2 separate regions of the Mus musculus genome follow, and region 2 is linked to region 1. A link is a contact called in public promoter capture Hi-C data. All regions are on one chromosome and are shown on one strand. The core of a region is the stretch at or near the end of the contact, and the rest is flanking DNA. Distances in the headings are between cores, read along the strand shown. Region 1 holds the start of D030074P21Rik (a long non-coding RNA gene). Region 2 holds the start of Hoxa4 (homeobox A4).

Region 1 (5,141 bases), core at 901-3,400:
CCCGGGGCCCTCGAGGGGAGCGGCGCTCTGCCCCCGGGTTCTACTTTCCCCGGTCATCAGAGCCACCGACTGAGTTCGAGATTGTCATTCAGATTTCGTTGTTAAGTGACCCATTTTTTAAAAATCGAATGGTTACAAACTACGGTAACTGCAACCGCGGGACCCCCTAACCGCTTCCTCATCTTAAGGAAAAAGGATCGTTCGTCTGACCCTCCCGAGGCTCGGACCCTTTGGAAACTCGCCGTGCCCATCGCGCCTGGCGCCGGCTGCAGCGGCTGGACGCTCTCCACCCCCTCCCCGGCTCCGGCTCCGGCTCCAGCTCGGGGTCCCTCCTCGCCCAATCTCGCTTCCCCTCCCCCTCTCGCTTTTTTTTTTTTTTTTTTTTTTTCTCTTTCCTCCGAAACCCACTCTAATTGAGGCGCTGGGATTCCTCACGTGAGACGTTGATTTGTAGTTTGAACACGTGGCTCATTCAAAAAGCCGGACACTCGGAGCGGCTGCCCCCGCCCCGCTCCCCTCGCCGCTGCCAGTCACCCCTCGGGGTTTTTTTTTTTTACGGGGAGGCGGCGCCTGCCCCACGTAGTGTGATATTTTCACAGCCCGCTGGCCGCTGCCAAAGGGGTTGGGGAGGAAGAGACAAAAAGTAGTTTCCCCCCGCGCCTCCTCCTTTCTCTCGCTAATCCCGCCTCCTCCCCAGAGTTAGGAAGACTCGACGCTGGGCTCGTCGCTAGGCTTTTTCTTTCTCTCTTTTTTTTAATACCCAGAAGAGGAAAAAGGACCCTGGGATCTGGTTTTCGCCCGCCGCTCCCGTGCTTGGGTCACTGTGTGGGTTTGAAAGCCAAGAGGAGAGGAACAAAATCCACCGGCTCCATCCTCCGCCGTGGGTGCTTTTTTTAATTTAGCATTTTCCTCGGGTTTTAAAACGACCCCTTTTCACAATGAACAAATTGTACATCGGGAACCTCAGCGACCACGCCGGCCCCGCGGACCTGGAAAGTGTCTTCAAGGACGCTAAGATCCCGGTGGCGGGCCCCTTCCTGGTGAAGACGGGCTACGCGTTCGTGGACTGCCCGGACGAGGGCTGGGCCCTCAAGGCCATCGAGGCGCTTTCAGGTGGGGCCCGCGCGCGTGGTCGGGGCCTCCCCGTCTCCGCAGCTGCCATCCGGGACCCCGCTTGCGGGGCGGGTGGGGGTGGGGAGGGGGACGCGCTGTCAGTCGCGGGGCGCGGCGCGGCGCGTGCTGCAGGCCGGGCCAGGCGGGCCTTGGGGCCCAGCGTGGACGCCCGCCGGGCCCTCTGTCTGGTCGCTGTCCCCCAGCCGTAGAGAACAGAAAGTGGCCTGAGCCTACGCCCGGGGGGAGGCCGCGTCCAGGCGGTCCCGCTCCACGCCGCCGCGTCCACCTCGCGGGGTCGTTAGAGCGAAAGGGGCAGGTGGGCGGCGGCGGCCGGCTGTTGCCAGAACGGCAGCCCTGCCACGCGCGGCGCCGCAGTCCCGGCCCGTGCGCGCAGCCGCGGCCCGGGTGTCTGAGTGCGCTCTGCCTGGATGCCCGAGGGGAGAGCAGCTGTCCGTGCCTTTCGGTTTCCACCGTCCCCAGCTGGACTCGAGGCCGGCGCCTTGATGGGTCAGCGCGCGTGGACCAGCACCCCGGCCGCCCAATCTCCTCCTGGCACCCTGGCTCTTTAATCCCATCGCCCAGTGCTCCAGGCCAACCTGGATGTGGACCAGAAAGAAGGCCGCGCGCCCCCATGGCAGGCTGTTTGTTGGGGGTGTGTCTCTTGCAGACCTTGGGGTGCGGGGTGGCCCTTGGAGGGGGTCAGGAGGCGAAAATTGCAACCCAAGTGGTGAGCCTGACTCTTGCTCTCCCTCCCCAGCTTTCTGCAAGTTAAAAAGCCACACCCACCCGAAGGGTCAGCTCTGCACCCTCTCCTTGCCCTGCTCCTCCCTTGTCCTTGAGTCGGGTGGGAATCTTGGGGCCCTGCTGAGGTCACTGAAGCAGGGTGTGTTTTCTCTTAAAGACTGTAGATTTCAAGGTGGGGAAAGCTGCTGAATTTAGCCCGTCGTCTTGCCTCTTGTGTGTTCACAGGTAAAATGGAACTACATGGGAAACCGATGGAAGTTGAGCACTCGGTCCCTAAACGGCAGAGGTGAGCGGATTTACCCTTTTCTGGCCGCTTTTTAGGGAGGAAGCACAGAACACAGATGCAAACTCGGACCCTTTGGCTTACACGCTGGGGCCACGGTTCAGCTAGCTCTTTTTCTGCTTGCCTTTAAGTTTATGGCAGGTGTGTGTGCGCGCGCGTTGATAATTCTGGGACGTAAATGGGGGCTTGCCTGCGGCCCCTGCTTCTGGGTTATTGTTGCTGTTTTAAAAGCCTGTCAAGGAAGCTCTCACAGCTACATGTTCTTGGCAGAGCAGGTTTAGGTCTCAACTGGCAGCCCGAGTTTCAAAAGCCAATAGTCTTTGGGAACCTACGGGATTTAGAAGACAGGTCCAGGACAGATGTGGAGAAGCTGGTCCGCCGTGGTGGGCGCTTCTAATACAGGAGGAGGAACACAGTTGCTTTTGCCCTGGTTCACTGGCCAGCCAGCGGCCATTGGAACACAGTGAATGCTGGGGTCCTGGGGCCTTTCAAACACTCCAAAGTTGTTTTTTTTTTTTTGTTGTTGTTGTTTTTTTTTTTCCTAACAGTGCCTTTGTTCCAGCTCCTCCTGTCCCTTGGTGTATTTTGCTTACAAATAATCACCAAGAGACGGTGAAGGCTGGGGGAATCTGCAACTTCACTGAGATTTCTCTTCTATGAGAGCATCTGTAGCTGTCACTTTACAAAATATTTGCAGGCTATTTTAGCTACTGAAGCTTTTTGGAGAAGCGCCCCCCTTCCCCTCCCTCCCTGCCCTCCCCCCCCCCCCCCCCCCCCCCGACTCTGTAACTCTTAACTGGAAAGACTGAGGTTAGCCTGCTGGGTTTTGCAAGGTGGGGTTAGGGTTTCTGGCTGGCTTTTCAGTCTTCCCCCATTCCTAACCTGGAGCAAACAATAAGCCTGAAGTTAATTCAAACCAGGGCTGTGTGTATCTGGTTAAGTGTTTCTGAGAGTGTGCTCTGGGGGACAGAGGGATTTGCCCTGCAGAGACAGAGGGCAAGAATGCTGTGTGACTGTTTTGAATGAAGCTCTCTTCCACATGAATCACTTCACACTCCTCGTTTTAGAAATAAACTAGTGTGGATACTTGTAGGTTCCTTTTTAAGTCCTTGTTTAATTTCGCCTAAGATAATTGGAAAGATATTTGTGTAACCAGATTTAGGTCTATTTTGATAAGGGTCAAGTTATTTCATATAGTAGAATGTAGTCTTTTATTATTTTTGTTTACTCTTCTAAAGTAGATGTGGATAAAAAGTATCAAACTGATCTTGGTTTCATAGGAATTTAAACAATTGAGGCACAACTCATTTGCCCTTAAGAAGTTTAGAGACCTAGCCTGTGAATCAGCCATTTTGGAAAAACGAACCTTATTGCACACATGCTAGTTGGTTTCATGTTTATCCAGTGTGTCTTAGTGCTTGTCCCTCCGGCCCCCTTCCCGTCACTCCCCTCTCCCCCCCAATCTTTCAAGGGGTTGGTTTATGCAGGCGAGCACTCTACCACTTGAGGCACACCCTTAGCTCTTGGTTTTTAAATCCACTGTAGAATTAAAAGTAAGCAATACAACAAAACGAAGAGCTGGTGTTGTACCCTATTAGTAGAATGATTGCCTAGCATGCCAGAGGCCTTCCACTCCAGAATCCTTGGGCAGGGCAAATGATTATAATTAACAAAGGGACTGTTGTGAATTTAAAACATTAAATGTCTTTTTAAATTTAAAAACATTAAGTGAGTTTTTCAGCTCCAGCTAATGGGTTGACCTCAGTTTGCTGTATCCTCTGTTTTTTATTTTTGAAGTTAATGTCTTCCCATGTGTGGAGAATTAATTTAGGAACTTGGGTAACAACTGCTAGTCTTCCTCCTAAAGCTTTGCTTATGCTGGAAACAGTTACTTGTTACTGTTTGAATTGCAGGGTTCCTCTTTTGGAAGACTAGGAGATAGTAACAAGTGGGGGCAAATGTTTACTGGACGCTTGCTTCTTCAGTTTATTAATAACAACAGAAGCTTTTCCTGCCCTGGCCCCCCACCCCACTACCAGAATGCGTAGGGTTTTAAATGTGGTCTTACTAGCCAGTGACGTAGGCCTTACAGGTAGAGTGAAGTGAGCTGACGGAGTACCTTTCTGTTTTTCTGACTTGGGAGCAGTTGAGTGCTAGAAATCCTTTACTGAAGTGTTTTGCATAAAGACTTCTGTGTCTCTCTGGAAACTTTAGTGTTCATCTCCATTATAGTTTAGTTTTCACTGACCCTTGAAGCTGTGCAGTTCTTCTTATCTGGACCCTTCCATCATTTCACAGGCTCTGGAAGAGCCAGGAAGTGACCTGGCCCCTATGTGCGCACTCACCCACCTATGGCAAGGTGTGGATTATTTTGTTAGTGATTGATCATGTGGATTGCTTTGATAGTGACTTGATTGCACAGCACAGTCAGATCGATTGGTCGTCAGGGTAGCCTGCTGAACTTTGGGATGGAGTTTGTTATGCTTTGCAGTCATTTTCCACCACTATGTGGGCATCTGAGGCAGGCACGCCTACTTGCAGGGCAGTGACCTTTATACCTGTTTGCAAGGCATGTCGGGAGGAGCCGAGTGCTGGGGAATGTTTCTGGCCGCACTGAGAGGGATGGACAGGGGAGCAGGCACAGAGGTGATTGGATGCTTGCAGGCTGGCTGCAAGCTGAGCTGGGCGGGACCCGTGCAGGAAGGGGGTATTGTTGAGTTTGGTTCAAACCAAGCTTAGTTCCCCATTACTGAAGTCTCAAGGGAATGTGGAAGGAATGTGGCTTTTCTGCATTCAGACGCCCCTCTGTTGTAGATTACAGCGGAGTGCACAGGGCCCGAGGATCCCTGTTTGCAGAAAAGAAGCATGCTTTGGACTTTGAGATGGTGTTACACCCTCAGTTCCAAAATCAAGAAAAGATACAGCATGGGAAGGCTTGATAGCTTCCAGAGGCAGGCCTGATTTTTTTTTTTTTTTTTTTTTTAACTCTCGGATTTGAGGT
Region 2 (5,141 bases), core at 1,704-4,203, 3.0 Mb before region 1:
TCGCCCTCCCTCTCCCTCAGACTCCCTTCGACTCCATCTGGGATGCAAGGACATGATGAAAAGTTATTTCACTTAATGGGGTTTTAAGATAGCGATTTGGGGAATATATGCTATCCCTGCACATGGAAAGGAACAATTGTGCTTACCAGTTTCCCAAGGAAAAAATAGTGCTTCAACCCCGCTTGGGACTAGAGCCAGTTGGTGTGCGAAGATTAGCAGGCTCCCTCTCTGCTCCATTTCAGGGCATCCCATCCCCAGGCAAGATGCTGCTGTGGTAAACTTTGGCTTGTTTTCCTAATTGAGTTACTTTCTTTCTACCTTTCGTTTGGTGTCTTGGATCTCATGTTGAAGGCAAGAGATGCTTCTTAGGTTTACTGTTTTTTTTCCAAATGATTATTTGATTCCATGGGATTTTTGCTATGGCTTGCTTGCAAAGGGAGGCTGTGGAAGGTTCAGGAAAGGTACTGAGATTGTTTATTACAGCCATAAATCTTGCAGTAAAATGTCAAAATGTCGGTGTGTGAGATAACACTTGGTGGTCCTGGCTCCGTTTGTGTTTATGATAGGAGCTCAAAGACGTGTTACAGGCCTTGGGGGATTGTGTCAGCCCATCCTCCTTAATAGAACCTCAGGAAACAGAGTTAAGTCCTCTAGCTTAACCGTATACAAAACAGTGCCTCCTTAATACTTAAAACGTGGAAACTCTGTAGACCATTCTGAGGCTAAACAACATGGATTTTTGTGTCTTAGACTCTGTAAATAATATTAAACAGACATGGTTAGGACTCCTCCAGTGCTCAGGGTTGGTGACACCAGAAGCAGACTAGATTTCCTCAAGCTTTTCATCCAACCTGAACACATGCAGATATGCAGTGCATGTGTATTTGTATGGTCTGTCTGTGTGCTACTAATGTTAGAGATGTCTCCTGTCTCATTTGTGTACCTATTTTCTTGCTATTTTCTTGCTAGAGAGAGATATCAGTTTAAAGTAGCCACATCAGGCTAGATTTCCTTCCTCCAGTCTAGAGAAGATATCTAGAGATTAGAATCTTTGTTGGTTTCCATCTATGGCTCAGATTTTCATTTAAAAAAAAAATCATGGTGCTTCCTGTCAGTGGACAGCTCTCTTTACCAGCACAGACACCCAGTGTGGAAAATCTCTTTGTACTACTTCAGGATGATTTCAATAAGAAACTAACATGATCCTTTTTTTAACCTCTTTCCCTAAATTACTTTAAAGATTAGTCTCAATAATAGTCTTCATGTGTCTAAGCATTAAATGACTATCTATCAAATAGGATATATCCCAGTATTTAGTAGCTCAAGTGAGTAACAGATATGAATGAAGATAGAATGGATGTTCTTTCTGAAGTGTCTCTAGGCTTGGGTTATAACTTTCCTGGTCTGCGTTTGAGAAGGCCGTTGTTCTATCCTGCTCTCTGAAAAATCAGCAAGGTGCACCAACGGAAACTGCTTTGCATACCCAGAGGAGAGTTATTTTTTAGAATGGCGGTGATAGTTTGCACTGCTTTACCATCATGCAAAGGATCTAGGCGTGTCTGCTATTCAGAAGAAAGAAAGAGCACAATTCCAGGTACGAGTGAGGCATCAGTATTTACTTCAAAGATCAACATTAGGTGGAATTAATAAGTAATTTATTTGTTAATAATAATGGCATAATTAGTTTACCCATCAAATTTCAATTACCAAATGGCAGGCAACAGTCCCTTCTCTCTCCTTTCCAGAGCTACTGATATCGTTAAAATGCTAATTTTTCAGCAATCGCGGGCTGGTCTGTAAATATAGCCCTTGGTTTAGATCCTGCACGAGGAAACAGCATCCAAAAGGAGAAGGGAGGGAAAAGTTAGAAAAGACCGATTGACAATTAGACCAGGCAGGGTCTTATTGTATCTCAAACTTGTTTTTGTTTGGTGATTGTTCTGAAACGCGAAGTTACTGGATTCGAAGCCGGGTTTTGTGCAGGCGTCGTCTCTCTTCCCACTCTGGGGTGGAGGTCTCACAATAGCGCCTAATAAAGGAGGCACATTTAGCTCTCCTCAGCACCTCCATCAACTGCAATATAGGAAGGTTCCAAGTCTTTAAATGAAAAAATAATGTACAAATTCTGCGTCTGAAAGAAAAAAAGTAAAAATAAGTATCCACGAGGTTTTAGTGGATCGCCCTCGCTTGCTGTACTTCCTTGACCCGCTTGTTCAGCGGCCCTTCTACCCATCCTCCCTGTGCAGCTCCAGCCCTGGCTTCGCAAAGCAGGGACTCCCTAACAGCCGGGTGGATGTGTAGGGCGTGGACAAAGAATCAAAGGGCGAGAAAAATGGGTCCGTAGGCCTCCTTCGTTTTATTCCAGAGCTAGGATAAAAAGCCAGGGTCTGCCTCTTGGTCCCAGTGCCCTTCCCTCTCCTGGAGGGCCTCGAACCCTCGGAGGACCACCCGAAGCCTGGTTGGACTGGAGATCGGCGCTGAGTCGTGGCGACCAGCTGCCCAGAGGCCTAGGACAGACGTGGGCAGGAACAGGGCTCGAAAGGACCCGCAGTCTAACAGGCCCCAACTTCTCAGCCGGAACCCAAGTTGGGGGGCCCGAGGAACCCAAGCTCGCTTCTCCCACCCTGAAGGCTAGCAGCATCCATCACGCATCCCCCGCGCGTTTCCTGATCCGGGTCCGCGCGCGCGGATTTCCCATTGGCCGGATCGCAGCACGTGGGGCGCGGGGGCGGGGCGCGCAGGGCCACGGGGAGCGCGCGCGGGCGGGGGAGGAGCGGCGCGGACTTCGGCGGCGGCGACGGCGGGAGGGGGAGGGGCAGTCGTTTGACAGCGGGGGGAGGGGCGGGCGCCGGGGCCGGGGGGGGGGGGGGGGGGGGATGGGAAGCGCGGCGAGAGGGGGAGGGGCCTCGGCGAGCGCAGAAAAACGACACCGCGAGAAAAATTAGTATTTTTGCACTTCACAAATTAATGACCATGAGCTCGTTTTTGATAAACTCCAACTACATCGAGCCCAAGTTCCCTCCTTTCGAGGAGTTCGCCCCGCACGGTGGCCCGGGCGGTGGGGACGGCGCCGTGGGCGGGGGTCCCGGCTACCCGCGGCCCCAGAGCGCCCCGCACCTGCCGGCCCCGAACCCGCACGCGGCCCGCCAGCCCCCCGCTTACTACGCGCCGCGGGCGCGCGAGCCCAGCTACCCCGGGGGCCTGTACCCCGCGCCCGCCGCCGCCTGTCCCTACGCCTGCCGCGGGGCCAGCCCCGCGCGACCCGAGCAGTCCCCGGCCCCCGGCGCGCACCCCAGCCCGGCCCCGCAGCCCCCCGCGCCCCCTCGGCACTGCGCTCCCGGCCCCACCACCCCGGCTGTCGCGACGGGGGGCAGCGCCCCCGCGTGCCCGCTGCTGCTGGCGGACCAGGGCCCGGCGGGCCCGAAGGGCAAGGAGCCGGTGGTGTACCCCTGGATGAAGAAGATCCACGTGAGCGCCGGTATGTGGCGCCGCCGGGAGGGCAGCGGGCGTGGGGGCGCGGGGCAGGGCGCGGGAGGGGACCCCCATCTGGCCGGCGCTTTGGCTGTGGGTGTGTGCGCGCCGCCCGCAGCCTGGTCCTAACGTGAGAACCCTTTTGTACCCAGGGTCCCTTTATCCTGAGATTTACGAGACGCCAAACTGTTAGGGCAGTAATTATAGCCCCCATAAATTTAATTGCCCTGGCAGAGGCTCCCGGCCATGTGTCTTTGAAGCTTTTCTTCAGCCCCAAAGCCCAGCACCATTCTTTATGGCTCTCGGGTGTTTCCCGTTGTCAATAGCCTGTGAAACATTTTCTTTGCCTTTTTATGTATCTTGTGTGAACTTGGTGTCAGGTTATTATATAATGATGATGTCCGATTGCTCTTCCCCACCCTATCTCCTCTCTCCTCCCCTCCTCCTCTTCTACTTCTTCCTCTTTGGCCTTCTCTTTCGGGGTTCTGGTGTTCAGTCAACTCCAGTTATAACGGAGGCGAACCTAAGCGCTCTCGAACCGCCTATACCCGGCAGCAAGTCTTGGAACTGGAGAAGGAATTCCACTTTAACCGCTACCTGACCCGGCGGCGCCGCATCGAGATCGCCCACACGCTCTGCTTGTCGGAGCGCCAGGTCAAGATCTGGTTTCAGAACCGGAGAATGAAGTGGAAGAAAGACCACAAACTTCCCAACACCAAGATGCGATCTTCCAACACTGCCTCGGCCCCTGCCGGCCCGCCTGGGAAAGCACAAACTCACAGCCCACACCCCCATCCCCACCCTCTCCCTGGTGCTTCCACACCCATTCCCTCCTCCATATAATCTAGAGACCTGGATCAGTTTCTCTCACTTATGTGCCCTACTCATCTCCTGCTCCTGTCCTCATCTGCTCTTCCCTAAGTAAACCCGAGACACCAAAACAAAATCCAACTTGCTGGAAACCATAACCAAAAAGAAGACATTATCCCTGGTTGGTGTGACCCCTCCAAGAGGACGTCTGTCCTCGTCCTCGTTACTGCTTAGTGGAACAACCTGCTGACCTGGACAACTTTGCCAGGATTGGACACCTGTAAGAAAGCACTGGCCATCGACTACCTTTGAGTCAGCCAGACAGCACGTGCTGACTGGGGACATGTACTTGTATGCAGAAGAAGCAGGCCGGTTCCCAGCTTCCCAGCTTTCTAACCTTCCTTCCTCTTCTGCGTTAAGGCAGCTCACATGAGCTTTACTGAGTAGACTTTGTGGACCTCACCAGATTATTTAATTTTCAAAGTGTGTAGACCTTGATGGTAGGTGTGGCATGTAGTTTCCTCTCCTTGCATTTATTTAAGATACTGTTAGAGAGATATTGTTGTCTTATACTGGGGCACAGCGTTGGGGAGAGGGAAATGCATTTAGACTCACTTACAACTGTACAGAGAGATATGGTTGTATAAAGAGGAATGTGCTAAGAATAAACTTCAGTTTATAAGACATTAAAAACCTAAGAGACAGATTTGTGTGTGTTCTAAGCTTAAAAACCAAACCAAACCAAACTACCCCAAGCCTCCTCTTGGTTGAGATACTTGACCTAGTGCGCAGAAGCCTTGTAGACAGGGTGAGCTGGGGTCACATTCTAAGCACACTCACAATGTGTGTGTGTGTGTGTG

The links. Promoter capture Hi-C pulls out the DNA fragments that hold promoters and counts their contacts.
Region 2: a contact with region 1 is called in a promoter capture Hi-C map of liver, with 12 times the contacts expected there. The contact joins the promoter of Hoxa4 here to the promoter of D030074P21Rik in region 1. A contact is called at or near these places in 3 of 39 promoter capture datasets (liver and pre-B cells), 3 of 484 Hi-C or Micro-C datasets (cerebellum, cerebral cortex and rod photoreceptor) and 1 of 115 datasets of contacts at active chromatin or transcription factors (astrocytes).

What each region holds. Positions count from the first base shown.
Region 1 is chr6:49,210,269-49,215,409 of GRCm38.p6, reverse strand. D030074P21Rik (a long non-coding RNA gene) reads left to right here and starts at 2,150. Exons shown (of 2, transcript XR_869057.2): 1 at 2,150-5,141. Igf2bp3 (insulin-like growth factor 2 mRNA binding protein 3) reads left to right here and starts at 456. Exons shown (of 15, transcript NM_023670.3): 1 at 456-1,113; 2 at 2,083-2,143. The coding sequence starts at 939.
Region 2 is chr6:52,189,515-52,194,655 of GRCm38.p6, reverse strand. Hoxa4 (homeobox A4) reads left to right here and starts at 2,953. Exons shown (of 2, transcript NM_008265.4): 1 at 2,953-3,478; 2 at 3,968-4,974. The coding sequence starts at 2,968. The coding sequence ends at 4,314. All of the region lies in intron 2 of Hoxa3 (homeobox A3), which reads left to right. LOC115490409 (a long non-coding RNA gene) reads right to left here. Exons shown (of 2, transcript NR_168044.1): 2 at 1,596-2,131.